Linked DNA regions of Mus musculus: all the other regions are linked to region 1. Evidence: chromatin contacts called from public Hi-C and promoter capture Hi-C data. All regions are on one chromosome and are shown on one strand. The core of a region is the stretch at or near the end of the contact, and the rest is flanking DNA. Distances in the headings are between cores, read along the strand shown. Region 1 holds the start of Dph2 (DPH2 homolog). Region 2 holds the start of Pomgnt1 (protein O-linked mannose beta 1,2-N-acetylglucosaminyltransferase). Region 3 holds the start of Ppih (peptidyl prolyl isomerase H). Region 4 holds the start of Toe1 (target of EGR1, member 1 (nuclear)).

Region 1 (3,239 bases), core at 459-2,958:
TGGAGTGAGAGGAACTGGAAGGCCTTTCATCCCTTAAAGGAGGAATAAGGGTTACCTAACGTTGCCTGTGTACCCCTAGCTCTCCCTCTTAGCACCTTTAAGGCAGATCAGATCAGTCCGTCAGGACCACGGACAGCGCACGGCAGCCGGACTTCTTCCTTTATTTTCTCAGCTGTAGTTCTGTCTGCCCTGCCCTTCTGGTTACCCATCAGTAAGATCAGAAGAACGGGCTGAGTTCGCCCCACTCCCATCCATGACATCTGAATCCACTTGCTGGATGGGGTAACTGCATCCCATCCTCTGATCTTCCCCAGCTTTTGTACTGATTCTGCCTTTCATTCTTTTCCATCCAGTGTCTTCCTCAGCCAGCTAGTAGCATCAGTGTCTTCCACTTCATTATTTATCCCGCTCCTCAGTCCCAATTAAAAAAAAATGTGTATGTGTGTATGGCTGAGTTTATATCTGCGCACCACCTGAGTGTAGTTGCCTGCAGGTATTAGAAAAGGGACAAAAAAAAAAAAAAAAAAAAAAAAAAAGCTGGGCGTAGTGGCGCACGCCTTTAATCCCAGCACTTGGGAGGCAGAGACAGGCGGATTTCTGAGTTTGAGGCCAGCCTGGTCTACAAAGTGACTTCCAGGATAGCCAGGGCTATACAGAGAAACCCTGTCTCGAAAAAAAAACAAAACAAAAAAAAAGGAAAGGGACCTCCTAGAACTGGAGTTGCACATAGTTATAAGCCACCATGTGGGTGGTGGTAACTGAACCCACTGCAAGCACAGCAAGTGCTCTTAGCCACTGAAACATTTCTCCAGCCCCGTTAGTCCCATTCCCACAGTCCTGATTTCTCAGCTCTCCTGGAGGATGCAGAGATGCGCCACATGTTTTCAGTCCTTTTTCCCTACGGCATCACGTGAAGAGAGTCTTCCTCTCCCATCCCTCCTTATGATAAGAAGTCGTGTGGGAGAATGTGGGATGTAGCTCAGCCAGAGAGTCGTTGCTTTCCATGCACGAGGCCCCAGGTTCAGTCCCAAGGAGGTGGGGCGAGAGAATAAATTCGGGCTCTAAAGCCCAGTTTCTAGAACCAGCAGACATGGTTTTGTTTTTCTTATCTATATGGGATAATTCTTGCTTCTAATGATGAACTGGTGAACTTAGCAAGGGTCAGTGTTTGGTTGACAGACCGTGAGGACAACAGGTTGTGGGACAATTCTCTAGCAGGCAAAGTAAAGGACATAGAGACATTTTACGATGTCTGGCAGTAAGTACCTGCTCACAAATATTCAAACCCAAGCTGTGGGCACTGAGTTGGAAATTATGCAGTACTGGGAGATCCAGCTCGGTCACACAGCAAGACCCTGTTTCAGATTCTGGGGGCTGTGAAGATGGCTTGGTGGATTAGGGAGCTTGCAGCCAACCCTGAAGAACTGAGCTGTATAAGGACCCTTGCTCTCACTGTATGTATATACGTGCACACGCGCGCGCGTTTAAATATGATCAGCAGATAGCGCCTGCTCACACTGAATTAGTGACTTAGAAATTAGAGGGCACCGGCAGGCTGGCCTTAGGGTATCCGGGAAGAAGCTTTAGCCAGTGGAACCACAACACCCACAAGGCTTTGCGGCACTTCCGATTGGTCCTGAGTGAGAGGCTAGTGATTGGTTCTCTGTGGGAAGTCCTTGAACCCGGAAGTAATCTCCGTAGGTCCATGTGTAGTGGAGAGCCGGGAATTTGGAAGCGTACGGTTTGGATCCTAGGACCCGAGGACAGGTTGGTCCGGATCCACAAACAGAGCTGCTGTGACCTCGAGGACTTTTGAGGGTGCAGCTGCATCTCACCCCACCCAAGCTGCGCCCAATGGAGTCTACGTTCAGCAGCCCTGCGGAGGCAGCCCTGCAACGGGAGGCGGGCGTTCCAGGACAGTTCACTCCTCCTGAAGACCTGGACCGCGTGTATGAGCTGGAGCGAGTTACGAAATTTGTCTGCGATTTAGGTTGTCAGCGGGTGAGGTCTGGTTCAGAGAAGGGGGCGCGAAAAGGGGGCGCGGGGCGCGGGCTCTCCTCTGGGTATGGGTTGCGGAGATTGGGACTTTGGGTCGGGATCCGCCCGTATCGCACGGATTACCCACAACTCTGTGGGGCTGGCTGCCTCCTTAGAAGTAGGGGCTTGGGATGTTTAGTGGGTTTTTTTGTTTGTTTGTTTGTTTTTTTGTTTGTTTTTTGTTTTTTTGCAGAGGCTGTTGGTGGAGGAGTGAGGTTGTCGCTGACTTGTGGCTTGTATTTACAGGTGACTTTGCAGTTCCCTGACCAGTTACTAGGAGATGCGGGAGCGGTGGCTGCCCGGCTGGAGGAAGTCACAGGAGCTAAGATGTTCATTTTAGGGGACACAGCTTATGGCAGGTATGGGGTTTCCCAGCCCACAGTGTCTGCCTCCAGTGACCGTGTTTGCACGATGAGAAGCTCCTGATGCCAGCTTCCCTCAGTCACAGTGAATTCCTAGCTTGGTGCCATTTTCTCCACTGGCCACATTTCCCATTGATGACAACTCTTCTCTCCAGGTAGGGAACACCTCTCACCAATGCTCTCTCCCCTGCAGCTGCTGTGTGGATGTGCTGGGCGCCGAGCAGGCTGGAGCTCAAGCCCTTGTGCACTTCGGTCCTGCCTGCTTAAGCCCCCCAGCCTCGCAGCTGCCCATCACCTTTGTCCTTGGTCAGCGACCCGTTGCTTTAGAGCTCTGTGCAAAGGCCTTTGAAGCCCAGAACCCAGATCCGACAGCCCCGGTGGTACTGCTGAGTGAGCCAGCTTGTGCCCATGCCCTAGGTGAGAAATTATACCTGTGAGGGAAAGAAGGGTGGGTCCACAGCTTCATGCCTTAATTCCTCCTATTTAAGCACACTTACCTAGAGCTCTTGGCCTCAGTTGGCCTGGCTTGTCCTTTAGGGTCACATTGAGGCATCTGGGGATGAGACATCTCTTACTTTGCCAGACTTCAACTCTGATGCACCTCTTTCAGAGCCTTTGGCCATGCTCCTGCTCCCAAAGTACCAAGATCTGCTCATCTCCCGCCCAGCTCTTCCCCTGCCAGTGGGATCCCCGAGCTCACAGCCTGAGTCCCTGGAGCGTTTTGGGCGCTGCTTCCCCCTGAATCCAGGGAGACGTCTGGAAGAATATGGTGCCTTCTATGTAGGGGCTTCTCAAGCAAGCTCGGACTCCAGCCTTGATCCCGACCTGAGCAGACTGCTC
Region 2 (3,239 bases), core at 340-2,839, 1.7 Mb after region 1:
GAGGGGACTCCAGACGTCCTAGGGCCTCATCTGGAGAGGGAATTGTAACAGGCGTGGGCGATGACTCACTAGCAGAGTCACACCCTGTGGGATGTGCACGCCATTCCTGCCATGAGACCCCAGGTCCCGTCCCGTCCCCCGCCCCCCTCCCGCACCCTCAGCTGGTCCCCACCATAGTCTTGCTCTGGTTCTGGGTCTTCATTGGCCTCGCTGATTGCTCTCCGAGTGTCCAGGATCAACTTGATGTTGACAATGACGGTCACCAGCAGGAAAAGCACAGCCCCTGTCTGAGTAGGAAAATGGGGGTGACTGCAGCCAGCCCTCTCCAGATCACAAGGGCCTTCTGAAAGTATGACCTTGGCTGAAGAGGACACAGGGACCAGTCTCTCCACTTTCTGGTTCCCAATAAGGACACGGATTTGTGGCCATCTCCCAGAGAATGTTCCCTGGCAGGTTTCCCTCCACCAACCAGGTCCTTCCTACCCCGTGGTCTTGTATTTTCCCATTTGAGTCCTTGACTTCCTTGGTCCCCTCCATAACTAGTTCCTTGAGATGGATTTAGGACCCGAGAACCACAGCGGAGAGCCAGAGACACAGAAGAACGTGGGCCACACTGCCTGACAGTTGGGTGTCAGGGGCAAAGCCTGCCTGACCAGACTTCTGGTTTCTGTTGGATGCCGAGGTCAGACTAGGGTTCTGATTCCAGAATCCTGGCTCTAAACCACTGCCTGAGAAGGCTGTAACAGACAGAGGTTTCCCCTCCAGGAATTTGCTGCCTCTTCTTGATAGCCAAGGTAGTTAGTTCCTAGTCTGTTAGAGTAAAGTTAGGGAGCAGCTTTTGGGACACGTGGGACCTCATTTACCTGACAGAATCTCCTCAGGGCCCGCTGGTTTGTCAGTTTATACTTCCAGGTAAGGTACCAGCTCCGTTTCTTCCTAGCCCCAAAGGGCTTGATGAGGGGACTGGGCTTCCAGTCATCCATACTGGATTAGGGAGTCACCCCTGTCCCGGCCAGTCCATGACTTCAGGAATCTGAGGGGACTATATATAGAGTCACATAGAGTAAGATGCTTGTCCCAAAGCTTAATGCCTTCTGGAATGACTTCTCTCAGCAAACTGCTGAGCTGTGTGCCCTAGGCAACGTGGCTTAACTTCTCTGGGTCTGGCCAGAAAATCTTTGGAGGAGTTGGATCACCTGAAAATTCCCTGGGGCTAGAGGAACTGTGTGCAGGATCAGGGCCTTAGCGGCGGAGGCCAGTAACTCAATCAACTCTTAACGATTCATCAGTCCTTAAAAGGTCCAAATCCCAGTCCTTCCCAGCCCTGGGGTAGAACAGTAACAGCGACCTCCTGCACCCCAATCCTCCACCCTCGTCTCTTCCCATCTGGCTCAACTCCTCTCCTCTCAGGGATCAGGGACGCCGGAAGGTTCAGAAGACCCACCCAGCCCGCATCACCCCTCTGAGACCCGCACTGGGAGGCACTTACGGCTCAGGGGCCCCGGGCCCCGCTCGGGCCGCGCTCGGGCCCGCACAGCTCGGCCCCGCGCGCCGCGGCCTCCGCGGCCTCCGCCTCCTCCATGCCTCTCGCGCCCCGCCCCGGCCCGGCCGGCCCGCCCCGCCGCTTCCGCCGCCGCCGCCGCCGCGGGGTGAGAGGGCGGCGGGCGGCGCTTAGGGCGGCGGCCGCGGCCGGGCGTCTGCAGCGCGAGGGGAGCCGGCGTACTCTGCCTGTCTGGCAGGGTTACGGTCCGCACGAGTGGACCTCGGGCGAGAGCACATCCCCGCACCGCGGAGCCGGAGCAAGCGGCATTCCGGGACCTCGGGCCAGCTCACTGGGCAAGCCAGGATCAGAGGGCTGCAGCTCCGAGGCCTGGCCCAGCCCCGCAAGGCTGTTTCCAGGCCGGGGAGGAGAGGATTAGAAACCTGCTCCGCTACTATTTTGAGCGCTTACGTTAACTCGATTTCATAAACCATGATTAAGAGGCACCGTGACTACCCCATCTTTAAAGAAAACCAAAAATGCTCTTTGATTGTGTGCATGTGCAGGTAGTGCGGGCGCTCCTTGAAGAGACTAGACCTCAGTCTGATACCCCTGGAGCCCAAATTAAAGTTGTGATCCCAACCGCTCCTCTAGAAGAGCACCAGGTGTGCTTAACCACTGAGCCATCTCCAGCTCCTGATTAGTTCTTTTCTGAGGAAGCAGGAGCTTACCTATCTCCTTATAGCCCTAGCTATCCTGGAACTCCTTATGTAGACCCGGCTGAACTTGAACTCACAGAAATTCACCTGTCTCTGCCTCCTAAATGCTAGGATTAAAGGAGTGTACAACATGCCCAGCAACACTTTATTTATTTACACTTTTTTTTTTTTGAGGACTCCAAAAGTGTTGGCATCTTTCGATATGATAGCAGTGCTTGCCAGGTTGGAAGTGGTGTTGCATTCCTATATAGGTGAGGGAAGGCTGTGTGAGGCAAGTCCACTTTCATAACAAGATGCTAAGACCCACAGTAGCTCACTCCTGGGTTCCCAGCACTTAGGAACTGAGGAAGGAGGATTGCCATAGATTCAAGGTCAACTTGGTCTACAACATGAGTTCTAGAACAAGTCAGGATTTTGAAGTGCAACCTGCTCTGAGAAACAAAAAATGTTTTGGTTTTTTACATGTTCTTTATACTGAAGTTTTTCTTATTTAAACATCAAAAAAAGCAGGGGCTGGAGAGATGGCTCAGTGGTTAAGAGCACTGACTGCTCTACCAGAGATCCTGGGTTCAATTCCCAGCAACCACATGGTGGCTCACAACCATCTGTAATGGGATCTGATGCCCTCTTCTGGTGTGTCTGAAGATAGTGACAATGACATTGTACTCACATATATAAAATAAGTCTTTTTAAAAAAATCAAGTCAGCAGAAGTTCTCACATTAGCCTCTGACCCTCTTCTGTCGTCAGGTTTACTGTCCATGATCTTGTCTTCTCATGATCCTTATTAATGTCCAGATTCTCAAACTTGCATGTGCAGTCCTAGATTCCCTCCTGAGCGTCAGGCTCCCCTGTGTCTGAGCGCCAGGCTCCCCTGTGTCTGAGCGCCAGGCTCCCCTGCCTGCTGCATCTCTTCACAAGACCCACAATTTCACAGCTACTGACATCATCTCTACCTGCTCTCAGATCTCTTCTGGATTCCTTTGCTTGGGAAATTGTATCAGGCCATATAGCTGGGCCTCCCTTTGTCTTTTTCCAGTG
Region 3 (3,239 bases), core at 200-2,699, 1.4 Mb before region 1:
AAATGTTTCAAAAAAGACCTTAAGCTGGGCAGTGGTGGTGCATGCCTTTAATCCCAGCACTTGGGAGGCAGAGGTAGGCAGATTTCTGAGTTCGAGGACAGCCTGGTCTACAGAGTGAGTTCCAGGACAGCCAGGGCAATACAGAGAAACCCTGTCTCAAAAAACCAAAAGCAAAAACAAAACAAAACAAAAACCAAAAAACCTTAAAGGGTGTAACAACCAGGGCTGGAGAGATGGCTCAGTGGGTAAGAGCACTGACTGCTCTTCCGAAGGTCCTGAGATCAAATCCCAGCAACCACGCCCTCTTCTGGGGTGTCTGAAGACAAGTATAGTGTACTTACATATAAGTATCTTTGGGCCGGAGCAAGCATGAGAGAAGGAAAAGAGGGGGGGGGGGTAGCAACTGAATGCCCTCCAAAACAGAGGCAGAAGGGTACTTGGTAAAAGTGGTATAAGAGAAGCCAGCCTTTACTTCCTGGTCTTTGCTACCAGCAGTGGCAAACAGCATTTTAAATAGGCAAAGCCCCATACGATTTACTAGCCTAGAGACCCATCCCATGGGCAAACAACAATCCCTGAGACTGTTGTGCTTGCAGACAGGAACCTCGCATGGCTGTCCTGAGAGACTCCACCCAGGAGCTGACTCAGGGATGCAGAGACCACAGCCAAACATCCGATGGAGCTTGAGGACTCCTGAGGGCCTCCGAGGGGATTGGAACTCCACAGGAAAACCAAGAGTCAACTATGACCCTTGGGGCTCTCAGAGACTGAACCACCAACCAAAGAGCATAGACAGGCGGGACCTAGCCCCCTCCCACACACACACGGTCTTTCATGTGGGTCCCGAACAACTGGAGTAGGGGCTATCCCAAAAGCTGTTGCCCTGCTGTGGAATTCGTTTCTTCTGCTTGTCTGGACTCAGTGGGAGAGGATGAGGCCAGCCCTGCAGAGACTTGATGTGCTAAGGTGGAGGGAAAACCAGAGGGGGTCTCTACCCTCTCAGAGGAGAAGAGAAGGAGGGGGTGGGGAAACCGGGAGAGGCGGCAGCACTGGGGATGTAAATGTGAATTAAAAAATAAAAAATTTTACAATCATAAGAAAATAAATAAAATTACATTTCCAGCACCCGACTGAGCCAGGCTACAGTAACAAACCATTTTAAAATATGGAAGGTGACTCAGGGATCCTCGGCTCATGAGCTGTGACAGGGGACACCAAGTGTGACTGCTCAGGACATGCTGTCTGCAGAAGATTCATTTCTATTGCACTAATACAGTCATGCAAGTGGGGAGCCCACAGACTTTGACAAAGATGCCTGCGTTTCCTCCCCTCAGCTCCGACCAGCTCAGCCAAACAGTACCATTCCCAACAACCTCAGCGCGCGCCACACTTCCGGGGCGGGGCGCAATCGCGGTCCGTTTCCACTGCGTCTGCGCTCCGGATGAAGTTCGCGGGACCTGCCACCGGAAGCCGGGTTTCTACTTCCGGGTCAAAGCCATGGCGGTGGCAAATTCAAGTCCAGTCAATCCAGTGGTCTTCTTCGATGTCAGCATTGGCGGCCAGGTGAGGTGCGGGCGACCTAGCGGCCCGTGCGGGCTGGTTGGCCTCGGGTAAGGGAGGCAGCCCCTTATAGCCCTCCCGAGACCGGCTGGGCCAGGCGGCGGAGGGAGGTGGGAGCTTTCGAGCTTCGTGGACAGCGGTCGTGAGCTGAGTGTTGCGTCTCCCGTTTCTTCTGCAGGAAGTTGGTCGCATGAAAATCGAGCTCTTTGCAGACGTGGTGCCTAAGACGGCAGAGAACTTTAGGTAAGGATATGCTCCAAGTGAACCAGAGCTGAGCCCGAAGCCGGCCTCCAGTCGGTCTTTGCCATGTCTGCCTCTGTCCATCTATTCATTGCCTTGCAGCTCTGTGGTCTGGGTATTTCACTGGCCAAACAGCTACCGGCTGTGACTGATCCCATATCAACTTCTATCACTAGTCTACCTGCCCTGACATCCGCCCGATCAGTTAGTTGGCGGACATACTGGCCCCAGTGTTTGAACTCTCCTCTCCAGAGATTAGAGGTGCTTCAAGCAGTGATCGTACGAAGGCTAAATCGTTTGCTCTCTCTTTCCCTTTAGGCAATTCTGCACCGGAGAGTTCAGGTCAGTCTCAGATGTGTTTGATTTCTCTGCCTACTCCTGAAGGGGTGCCCTGGATGTTTGGTGAGGGTATTGGAGAACCATGAACAGGTCTTAAGTAATGGAAGATGATATGCAGAGAGAGGGTGACACCTTGAATGGGTTCTTTCTCTCTCTTTTTCCCCCTCCAGATCTTAGTGAGAGCCCTTTTAGCCTCTGGTGTAGCCTAAATGGGAAAGGCCCACCATTGTGTTTCCCCATTCCAAGTCTCTTCCTTCTTTGTTTACAGAAAAGATGGCGTTCCGATAGGATACAAAGGAAGCACCTTCCACAGGTAAGGGAGGTTTTTGGAAAACTGGAAATGCAGTCATTGCTTGGTATCTGTACAGGCAGTCCTGCACACCTGAGTTCAAACTCTGTGAGGCTTACGGCTGTTGTTTTAAATGGCATGTTCGCGGCTGAGGCTGTAGCTCGGTGGTAGAGAATTGGCCCAGCATTCATAAGGCCCTGGATTTGGTACTGAACACCATGAAGCCTATGCACAGCGCCTTAAGTCATCCCTGACTTGGTGGAATGCTGTATTGCAGAAACGATGCCAAGGAAAGCATGCTGTACCCTTTCAGTACCTGTTCAGTACAGGTGCGTGGCCACGTGCTCCCAGAGGTCTAAGCTCAGATCCTTAGGCTGCCACAGCAAGCACTTCACCCACTGACCCATCTCCCTGGCGCCAGTCAGGACTTCAGCAGAGGCTTTGCTAGTTACCGTTGCTAGGCAGTCATCTGTAGGAGCCTGGCTTTCATGATATATTTACTTATTTTTTGTTAGAGTTTGACAGAAGTTGCTCTATTCTAATCCTGAAAATGTCCATGTCTCCCACATAAGGGCTTTAAAGCTACAGTCTGTAACCCTCCCTAGCATTCTTGTGAAGTAGTATGTGTTTTCCGAGTTCTTCAAGGAAGGCTAAGCAAAGCGAAGGGCCATAGCTGGTGTACTAGCTAACACCATCAAGTCTCTGTGTGTGCAGTAGTCCATTCACCTAGATTTGCTGTTGTTCTTTTCCCCCAAATTGCAATAAGCCCTGGACATGATTTTTTCCTTTGGTGACTGTTGGTGATTCTAGC
Region 4 (3,239 bases), core at 337-2,836, 1.1 Mb after region 1:
ACAGGAAAGCAGTCATATATATTAAACAAACAAAGTAAAAGTTAAAAAAAATCCCACAACTTTTGAGTGGAGATGTTGGTCAGTTAGTGACTGTCTAGGGAACATGAAGTCCTGGGTTCAATCCCGGATCCCACGTGGCTGCACAGTGGGGGCTCATGAGTTTTGATCATAGCATCCATATTGGACTGCTCATAAACCAGCTGTGATATCAGCCCTAGGCTACGGCCAGGGGGATTAGAGGGCTGTGAGATCTGTGTTGGAGGGTGGGATCCGACTGCACTCACACACACGGACCCACGCAGAAATCATACACGGAATTAAAAATAGTAACAAACCTTTTTTGTTTTTGTTTTTTGGAGACGGGTTTCTCTGTGTAGTTCTGGCTGTCCTGGAACTCACTTTGTAGACCAGGCTGGCCTCGAACTCAGAAACCCACCTAATCCGCCTGCCTCTGCCTCCCAAAGTGCTGGGGCTAAAGGCGTGCGCCACCATCGCCCACTACAAATCTTTTTTAAAAAGTCAAACTAGCCGGGCGTGGTGGCGCACGCCTTTAATCCCAGCACTCAGGAGGCAGAGGCAGGTGGATTTCTGAGTTTGAGGCCAGCCTGGTCTACAAAGTGAGTTCCAGGACAGCCAGGACTATACAGAGAAACCCTGTCTCGAAAAACCAAAAAAAAAAAAAAAAAAAAAAGTCAAACTAGAGTGGTTGTGCACACCTATAACCCAGCACTCCAGGTGTGGAGATTGCTTTTTGTTTTGTTTTATAGAGACGAGAGTTTCTCTGTGCAGCCCTGGAGCTCACTCAGTACACCAGGCTGGCCTTGAACTCAGAGATCCGCCTGCCTCTGCCTCCTGAAGGATGAGATTATTGTCAGGCACCATCCCACCCAGCCTGAATTTTTAAAGATAAGTTTGAAGCCTTTTATCTTTTAAGATAAGGAGAAATCTAGGTCGGTGGAGCTAGAGAACACTTCCTAGGATGGGACTGAATTCCGACATTGTTACCACCTACAGGTCAAATTAAGACCTACCAAAACCTTAACTCAAGTGCACATTAATACTTGGGTGAATTATCTTTAAAACGTTCCTGGTCATTTTACCACTTATCTACCTGTGTCCTGTAGAACGCTTCCCTCTCACTTCCTTATCTTTCTGGACTTGTGTCCATGCTCAGGACCCCTTTACTCGGCCGTGCACCCCTCTCTCCCGAACTCCTAGGCTTGCTTTAGCTCAGCGCAGGAGGCATTCTTTCCCCAACCCAGCGCCGAGAAGCCTGCGCTGCCCATGCCAACCCTGAGTTTGTGTAAGTGAAACGATCGGCTGTAATTTTAAGATTCCACGTTCCCGCCACCACAAATGAAAGCACAGATTACCTCCTGCGCAGTCTCCGACCGGCCGCTCCCAAGAAACCCCGAAGGGGGCGTGGCTTCGGTCAGTAGGACCGTCCAGCCAATAGACACTCAGCGCGCGCAAGGCCCACGCTCCGCACCCCGCCCGACCACTCGGAACGGAAGTTGACCCTACGGGACCCAGACGCCGAGACCCCGCCCCATCCTAGATCCGTGTCGCTTCTGGAGACGAAGCGGAAGTCTCTGCGTACCTCCAGAAGGCTGGCGAGGGGCGTCATGGCCGCGGACAGTGACGATGATGTGCCTCCAGTTCCAACGCCCTCTGACGGTGAGCGGCTCCCCAGGGATGGCCACAGAAGCCTAAGGGGTCCTGGGGAGGGAAAAGCCTCGGCCCGGTAGCTCGGAGACAGGCCTGTAGTTCTTCTTGCCTCAGCTATCTTAGACTACAACTCCCAGTGTGCAGCGCGTGCAACTGCAAAACCCGAACTGTTGTAGAGTGGAGCAGTGAGGTGGGATGGGTGGTGTGTTTTGGACGGAGCCGGTGGTTGTCAGTCGGTAATACCAGAGTGCGTAGTCGTCCACAGTAAGTGGAGCTTGGGTTTAACTTTGGAGCACTCCGGTAGCTGTTGAGGCATCATGTATATGTGGCTTTATGGGATCGGTTTGTGTTTGAGATAGGAGCATGCTCTGTAGGCTAGCCTTGAACTCGTGGTCCTTCAGCCTAATGCTCCCTAGTCCTGGGATTACAGGCTGGAGGATAAAGAATCCTCAAAGGTTATCTAGTCCACTTTTCTCCTGATCATGATGCAAAAAAGAAATGATTTCCCAGTCCCACATAAAGGCACTAAAAGACACAGATGCCCTTTTTCCAAATTTAGGGCACTGCCCATTTCAGAGCTTGTGTTTAGAGCTGGTAGATGTAAAATCTTTAAGTGAAAGCTTGTCAGTGGGCACCCCTTTGCCCACATCTAGCTTGGTGTTTGCTCCACAGGGACCTTGTGAAACCATCTAAATCCATCAACGCCCTTATCCCCAGGTGGTGTCAACAAAAACACACAACCTGCAGAGGAGTTTGTGGTTCGGGTTCCTGTGGTAGACGTGCAGAGTGACAACTTCAAGGAGATATGGCCATCACTCTTGCTAGCCTTAAAGACAGCTAGCTTTGTGGCTGTGGACACGGTGAGGAGTGGGAGGAAGGGAGGGCAGGTGGCTGTGAAGTGTTTGGTGATGGGTGTGGAAAATAACCACACTTCCTTTACCCACCCATAGGAGCTGAGTGGGCTCGGGGATAGGAAGAGTTTGCTGAACCAGTAAGTATAAGCCTTGCCTGTGATCCCAGCTCTAACAAATATGTAGGTCTCAACCCAGAAGCTAGGGACTGCCAGCCCTGGTAGTTTGGGTTCTTTGTGAAACTAACTCATGCCCAAACCCAACTCTAAGGTGCATTGAGGAACGTTACAAGGCCGTGTGTCATGCTGCCAGGACCCGTTCTGTCCTGTCCCTGGGCCTCGCCTGCTTCAGGCAGCAACCAGATAAGGTAGGAATTACCTTCATCCCAGGTCTGAGGGAGGCATGGGGCCTGAGAGTTGAGATCTTAATGGTGGAAATTTTTCCTCCCAGTTTTTGGTAAAGTAGATCCTCATGTTTTTCAGGGTGAAAATTCTTACTTGGCTCAAGTGTTCAATCTCACCCTGCTATGCATAGAGGAGTACGTTATAGAACCGAAGTCTGTGCAGTTCCTGGTACAGCATGGCTTCAACTTCAACCGGCAGTACGCCCAGGGTATCCCCTACCATAAGGGCAATGACAAGGTAGCTCTCCAGCTTCCTCTGGCCTTGAGTTCGAGTCCCGTGTGGTTTATTTCTTGCTTGCATAGGCCTGGGGGGTGGG

The links. Promoter capture Hi-C pulls out the DNA fragments that hold promoters and counts their contacts. A called contact is a pair of places that touch in the nucleus more often than the background predicts. Capture Hi-C pulls out chosen DNA fragments and counts their contacts.
Region 2: a promoter capture Hi-C map of pre-B cells shows a contact between it and region 1, with 4 times the contacts expected there. The contact joins the promoter of Pomgnt1 here to the promoter of Dph2 in region 1. A contact is called at or near these places in 3 of 39 promoter capture datasets (hippocampal neurons, liver and pre-B cells).
Region 3: a promoter capture Hi-C map of liver shows a contact between it and region 1, with 2.8 times the contacts expected there. The contact joins the promoter of Ppih here to the promoter of Dph2 in region 1. A contact is called at or near these places in 2 of 39 promoter capture datasets (hippocampal neurons and pre-B cells) and 1 of 9 other capture datasets (liver).
Region 4: a Hi-C map of CD8 T cells shows a contact between it and region 1, with 2.8 times the contacts expected there. The contact joins the promoter of Toe1 here to the promoter of Dph2 in region 1. A contact is called at or near these places in 3 of 39 promoter capture datasets (hippocampal neurons, liver and pre-B cells), 1 of 484 Hi-C or Micro-C datasets (CD8 T cells) and 1 of 115 datasets of contacts at active chromatin or transcription factors (double positive thymocytes).

What each region holds. Positions count from the first base shown.
Region 1 is chr4:117,890,472-117,893,710 of GRCm38.p6, reverse strand. It overlaps Dph2 (DPH2 homolog), which reads left to right and starts at 1,708. Exons shown (of 6, transcript NM_026344.3): 1 at 1,708-2,001; 2 at 2,284-2,396; 3 at 2,593-2,816; 4 at 3,010-3,239. The coding sequence starts at 1,855. It also overlaps a transcript of Ipo13 not described here.
Region 2 is chr4:116,148,868-116,152,106 of GRCm38.p6, reverse strand. It overlaps Pomgnt1 (protein O-linked mannose beta 1,2-N-acetylglucosaminyltransferase), which reads right to left and starts at 1,589. Exons shown (of 22, transcript NM_026651.2): 1 at 1,490-1,589; 2 at 864-1,042; 3 at 173-287; 4 at 1-30. The coding sequence starts at 983.
Region 3 is chr4:119,318,733-119,321,971 of GRCm38.p6, reverse strand. Ppih (peptidyl prolyl isomerase H) reads left to right here and starts at 1,449. Exons shown (of 10, transcript NM_028677.4): 1 at 1,449-1,563; 2 at 1,739-1,803; 3 at 2,119-2,142; 4 at 2,408-2,452. The coding sequence starts at 1,498.
Region 4 is chr4:116,805,906-116,809,144 of GRCm38.p6, reverse strand. Toe1 (target of EGR1, member 1 (nuclear)) reads left to right here and starts at 1,586. Exons shown (of 8, transcript NM_026654.2): 1 at 1,586-1,677; 2 at 2,386-2,528; 3 at 2,619-2,659; 4 at 2,790-2,886; 5 at 3,002-3,160. The coding sequence starts at 1,626. Mutyh (mutY DNA glycosylase) reads right to left here and starts at 1,411. Exons shown (of 16, transcript NM_133250.2): 1 at 1,374-1,411.